2 separate regions of the Mustela erminea genome follow, and region 1 is linked to region 2. The links are chromatin contacts, called in public Hi-C maps. All regions are on one chromosome and are shown on one strand. Each heading gives the region's core, a stretch centred on a gene start, on an enhancer-like site or on the middle of the called end of the contact. The rest is flanking DNA. Distances are from core to core; before and after follow the strand shown.

What was found. A called contact is a pair of places that touch in the nucleus more often than the background predicts.
Region 1: a contact with region 2 is called in a Hi-C map of spleen, with 5 times the contacts expected there. The contact joins the promoter of DYNC1H1 here to the promoter of PPP2R5C in region 2. A contact is called at or near these places in 2 of 3 Hi-C or Micro-C datasets (skeletal muscle and spleen).

What each region holds. Positions count from the first base shown.
Region 1 is chr5:143,848,452-143,851,151 of mMusErm1.Pri, reverse strand. It overlaps DYNC1H1 (cytoplasmic dynein 1 heavy chain 1), which reads right to left and starts at 1,296. Exons shown (of 78, transcript XM_032345314.1): 1 at 868-1,296. The coding sequence starts at 1,123.
Region 2 is chr5:143,702,427-143,705,231 of mMusErm1.Pri, reverse strand. PPP2R5C (serine/threonine-protein phosphatase 2A 56 kDa regulatory subunit gamma isoform) reads right to left here and starts at 1,291. Exons shown (of 15, transcript XM_032345306.1): 1 at 1,103-1,291. The coding sequence starts at 1,129.

The DNA of each region.
Region 1 (2,700 bases), core at 47-2,546, 150 kb before region 2:
TAGTAATAGTAATGATAAAACAATAAAAACTCCACAAACGAAATTCAAACATCACAGGGTCACTATTAGGATCATCTAGGCACTACAGAAACACAAAGGTATGGTTAGCGAAACCCAGCAGTGTACTGGACACGACACGCTGATTCCAGTCCAGGGAGCGCAATGAGCTGCTGACTTGGGGCGAGTCATCTCCGCGGAGCCTGTCTGCGACAGACGGAGAGAGAGATACACCCAGACGGCAAGGACGCCGTGAGGACCTAGAGGCCGACCTGGGAGCGCACATCCACCTGGAACGGGGATGCTCTGCTCGCGGCCCCGGTCGGCCCTGTCTGTCCCTCCCTGGGCCTCCCATCCGGGTCCGCACAGGGCAGTGCCAGGACGCTCGGGAGCCGGCCAGGCCCCCGTCAGCTCCGACCCCCACACCCAGGCCGCGCACGGCTCCGCGGGTCTGCCCCTGACACATCCCTCGCGAGGACGGCCCGGCCCGGCCACAAATCGAAACCGAAAAGCTCATGTGACATTGGAGGCCGGGATGCGGCCTCCGCCCGCGCTCAGCCCGGGAGACCCTGTCTCCACCCAACTCGGCCATCTTGAGGCCCGAGCAGACAAAGCGAGCCCATTGTGTTGCGTGACGGCAAGACGGGGCCACCCGCTCTCCGTTCCCCGCGACCCGGAAGGGGGCACCCCCGGGACTCCCGCCTGGCAGGGGGTGTGGCGCCGGCCTCGCCCGGCGGCCGCGGGGACCCACCCCGCAGGGCGTCCGCAGCGCGGAGGCCGCTCCCGCCCCGGCGTCCGGCGTCCGGCGTCCCGGCGTCCCGTTCCCCCAGCCCCGGCCCCGGCCGCCCGGCCCCGGCCCCGGCCCCGCACCTTTGAGCGTGGAGCGCTCCACCAGGACCGTGTGGACCTGGGGGTCCGACAGGAACTTGCGCATCTGCTCCAGGGCGCTCTTCTCCTCCAGCGCCGCCTCGAGCGCAGCCGGCGCCTCGCCGCCATCCTCCAGCAGCAGCGGCACCAGCTTGCGCAGGTGCTTCTGCAGGACCGACACGTCGGCCACGTTCTGGACGGCCGACACCTCCAGGCCGGCCGAGCCGTCCTCGCCGCCACCGCCGCCCGGCTCCGACATGGCGCCGCGCTCGGGACCCGCAGGGAGCGCTGGGCAGGCGGCCGCGGCTCCGCACGAGAGCGAGCGCCGAGCGGACGAACGAAGAGAAACGGGCGCCCGAAGTCGACCGTCCGCTAACCGCGGCCGACTGAAGGGAGCGGGCGCCGGCTCCGCCCTAAAGGCCGCCGCCCGCCGGCCCGCCCCGCCCGCGGCCCGCCGCCTCAGCCACTAGCGCCCGCTCGCCGCCGCGGCGTCACGACGTTGCGCATGCGCGCGTGCGGGCCCCCGGCGACGCCGCCGCGCAGCCTTCTGGGATCTGTAGTCCCGGCGCTGGGCGGGTCCCGCGTTTCCCCCGCAGCGCAAACCCTAAAGGTGGGATCTTGACTTGGCGCGTGGGCGGCGTAGGGTGGTCGGGGACTACAGCTGCGACACAGAGCCCGAGACGCTCCGTGAATATTGAATGAATGAACGGCGTTCGTGACGAGAGCTAACGTGTTTTTGGAGCAGTTAGCGTGTGACCGACATTGCTCTCAGCATTTAGCCTGTATTATTGCGTTGGACGAATGACTGCAATGTGTTGAGTGCTAAAACATAGTGGTGACTTATGTGTTATTAGATATACGCGTGAAGAGTGAGGACGTTTTTCAGAGGGACAGGACATGAGGGGGCTGGACGCGTTGCTAGTTTGGAAAGAGGGTGGTGGGGAAGGGGACAGTCCCAGCGGAGGAACTAGACTTTACAAAGACAGGGGGGCCTGAAGGTTGGGGCTGGATCTCTGCAGAGGCGGTGTCAGGTACAGCCAGGAGATGACACCCACCTGAACGGTGGGGTAAAGCCAAGATGTAGATGCTGGCTGCTAATGATGAGATAATTCCCCCTGGGATGCCGTGATGACCTAGGGGGAGACCTCGGTGTGAGCATCTTTCTAGAACAGTGATGCTCTCCTAGCAGCGAGGGCTGGCCCTGTCATTCCATGGGCCTCCGCCTCTGGGGCGGAGATGCCTGCCAGCTAAAGCTCCCCACACCCCCCATCCACCTAGATCTCCTCCCTTAGCCTGAGAAGACATAAGGGTGAGAGTCCAGGCTGCCCACATTCTTGGTTTAGTGATGACAGTTTCTTTTAAGGAGCATTAATTGGCCTTTGAAAATTCAAACTCATAACTTGCTTCTTAAATTGGGTGGAGGAATGGAAGCCAAAGACATTATTTTTGTAACAGAGTGCACAGTCACAGAGCTGAGTCCCGATTGGTAGGATGGTGATGGGATGATTCGATTCCCCCAAATCATCTTTGGAAAACTTGGAAACATACAGTATGCTTCTCCTTGCTCAATTACCCAATGCCAAGCCCTGGGGGCGGGGGGTGTGCTGGAACACAGAAACTAATCAGATGATTCTTGTCTTTAAGGAGCTCATGGAGGAGGGGGCAGGTTAATACCCCGTCCTCCGGCCCTCCGTCAGTCCACCTTTGTGTGATATGCCCAAACAGATCTAAATGAGCTTCCCTGAGAAAAAACGTAAAGCAACTGCAATGAGTTTGTGCAGTGATCATAATGGCCTTGAACAATAACGGCCCCACCAGGAGCTGACACCGGATGCT
Region 2 (2,805 bases), core at 42-2,541:
AACCGAAAGAACTGAAATTTCAGTTTATAAAGGAGACTCGCAGACAATCTCGTGCAGGGAAACATTCTAGAAGAGCCTGGTTTTCACCACGCTGTGCTGCCCGTAGTGAAAAGGAGTTCACGAAAAAACGGAAAGGGAATATTTGAGAGCAGTTACCTCTGAGTCTATTATGTCTTGTCCTTCTTTTGAACTTTTTCCACTTTTCCCTGCTTTTGGTGATTCCTGGGAAACATCAAGCAAATCAATTAGGCTTCTCAATTTTTAGACGGCTAAACATCAGATACACCAAAATGCAGTTTTAAAACGGATTTACAGTTTACCCGGAACTTCGGATAATCTTAAGCAATACCATCAAGAAATTCTGCCTCCCGTTATATAGAGACCCAACACGGAGCCGCGACACCCCCGCCCCCAAATCCAGACCCTCCTTGTTTTCTGGATCTGTGTTTGGCGTTGAAAACTTCGAGAAGCAGATGAACCCACATGTACGGCGCGCGGGGCATTCTGATGGGTGCGCATCACCTCGCTTTCTGGCCTCCCACCGTAAGCCCCGCGAGCCGGGATTTCTGCGGCGGCTCGGAGACGCGACGGAGCTCCACCTGGAGCAAAGACGTACCCCCCACCACCCCCAAATGTAACGCAGCACACTCGCAGCCAACGCCGCCGCCACCTGGGATAAGAATAGTATTCCAGAGCCCCAGAGCTTCCCCAGGAGAGCAGACAATCCTTCGCCAGCGTGAGGGGTCCCTCCAGGCGGCTGCAGCCCCCCACCCCTCCAGCCCCTGCCCAGGCGTCTGCGAGGCCGGGTCAACCACCTCCGCCACCGCACCTGCCCCCTCACGCCCACCGCGCGCACCGCCCCGGGGCTGGCGCCCACGCCGCCCCCACCGCGGCCGCGCCCCCGCACGCCGGCCCGGGCCGTCCGGACCCCAGCCCGGCCTGGGCCCCGGCGCCCCCCGCCCCCGCCCGGCGCTCCTGCGCCCCCGGGATCCCGGAGCCCGCCGCTCCCCGCTCCCGAGCAGCTCCCCGCCCGCCCTCCTCGCGGCCCCTTCCCTTCGCCGCCCCGGCCCGTCGGGCGGCCCGGACCCGGACCCGGACTCACTTTCTCCTTCTTGTTTTTATTCGGCATGGCTGGTGCGGACAGCCACCGCCTGCCCCCCGCAGCAGCAGCAGGGCCCCGCCCCGGCCGTCGCGACCCCCGGCCGCCGCCGCCGCCGCCCGGGGACCGAGTCGCTCGCTCGCCCGCACTTCCCCTTTTCCAGGCTCCCACAGGCTGCGGCAGCCGCGGCGGCGGCGGCGGCGTCTCTCCGCCCCTCCCCCGGCCCGCCCCTCCCCGCCCCTCCCCCAGGCCCCCGGCCCGCCCCGCCGCCCCCGCCCCGCCCCCGCGCCGGCTCCGCCCCGCTGGCCTCCAGGTGCCCTGCCATTGGCTGAGGCGCCCTCACGTGCCCTAACGCTCTCCGCCGCGGCCCCGCCCCCGCGCGCGGTTCCGGTTCTCCCTCTTCCCCCAACCCCCGCCCCCAAGCGGCGCTCCGGCTCCCGGGGCCTCCTCAGCGGGGCCTCCTCGGCGGCGCCGGTGCGCCGGCGGCAGCGAGGGTTGGCCGGGAGAGACGCGCCCAGCCTCGGAAGGGGGCGTGGGGCTGCAGTGGCGGCTGCTGGCCGGCACACGCGGCGCAGGTGCGGGACGCAGAGAGCAGGGGACAAGTCAGGCGTGGAAAAGGCAGGTCTGAAACGGATGGCAGCAACGGCGGCAGCAGGCGGGACGTGGCCCAGCGCGACCCGCAGCCTCCCGGCGTCGCCTCCTCGCCGCCGCCGCGCTCGCCAGGGTGAAAGGCGGCCGCGCGCCGGCGCACCGGACCGGCTGAGGAGGCCCGGGGCCGCGCGAGCGGCGGTTTCGCCGGGCCCTGGTGGGGCCCACCCCGGGAGCGCCGGTCCGCTCTGCCCCGCCCCGAGGCCCCGCCCCGCCGGAGGCCCCGCCCCCGCCGGAGGCCCCGCCCCGCCGGAGGCCCCGCCCCCGCCGGAGGCCCCGCCCCGCCGGAGGCCCCGCCCCCGCCGGAGGCCCCGCCCCGCGGGTCGGGCTCCAGCGGCGCCAATGGGATTTTATTACTTTCTTCAATTTGGCTCGATCGTGGATCACGTGAGGAAACCTCTGCCTTGTGACCAGGCGGTCACGTGATTCCGTCCGCTCGCTCGGAGCGCGGGGGAGACGAGTTCTCAAGAAGAGGGGAACTTTGGGCCGCTCCTTCCGCAGCCCGTCGGACGGCAGAGGCCGCTCACCACGGGCGTGGGGGCTGCTGCGGCGGGGCGGACGGGCCTGGCGGGGCCGACGGGCCTCGCGTGTGACCGCGTTGGGCGCCGGCCGGGCCGGATCCGAAGCGGGCGCTGCGAGGTGACCGCGTCCTCTCGGGCGCCCGGCTTCGCTCGTGGAAGTCGCTATCAGAGCGTTTTCGGCCGCTCGGCTCCGCTCTGCGCCGGGAGCGCCGGCGGTCGTGGGCGGGCCTGGAAGTGAGCCGTGGCCGCGCGTGTGGCGCGCCGACGCTGTGTCCGTGGGCCGGCCGCTGTCGGTGCAGAGGACTCGGTTTTCAGGGGGTTAAGGGTTTATCCGAAACACGTAGTTAAGAAACATGGGGGGTGTAGGGCAGTGGCCCCCCATTAGTGACGTTTCATTTGTGAAATAAAATACGCGCTCTCAGGAGTCGTTGGGGAACTGAGTGTATGACCGTGAAGCTCTGAAGGGTCCGAGGGGTGGAAACAAGAAAGCCAGCGATCAGAGGGATGTGACACTCAGCAAGTCTACGGGGCGGGGGT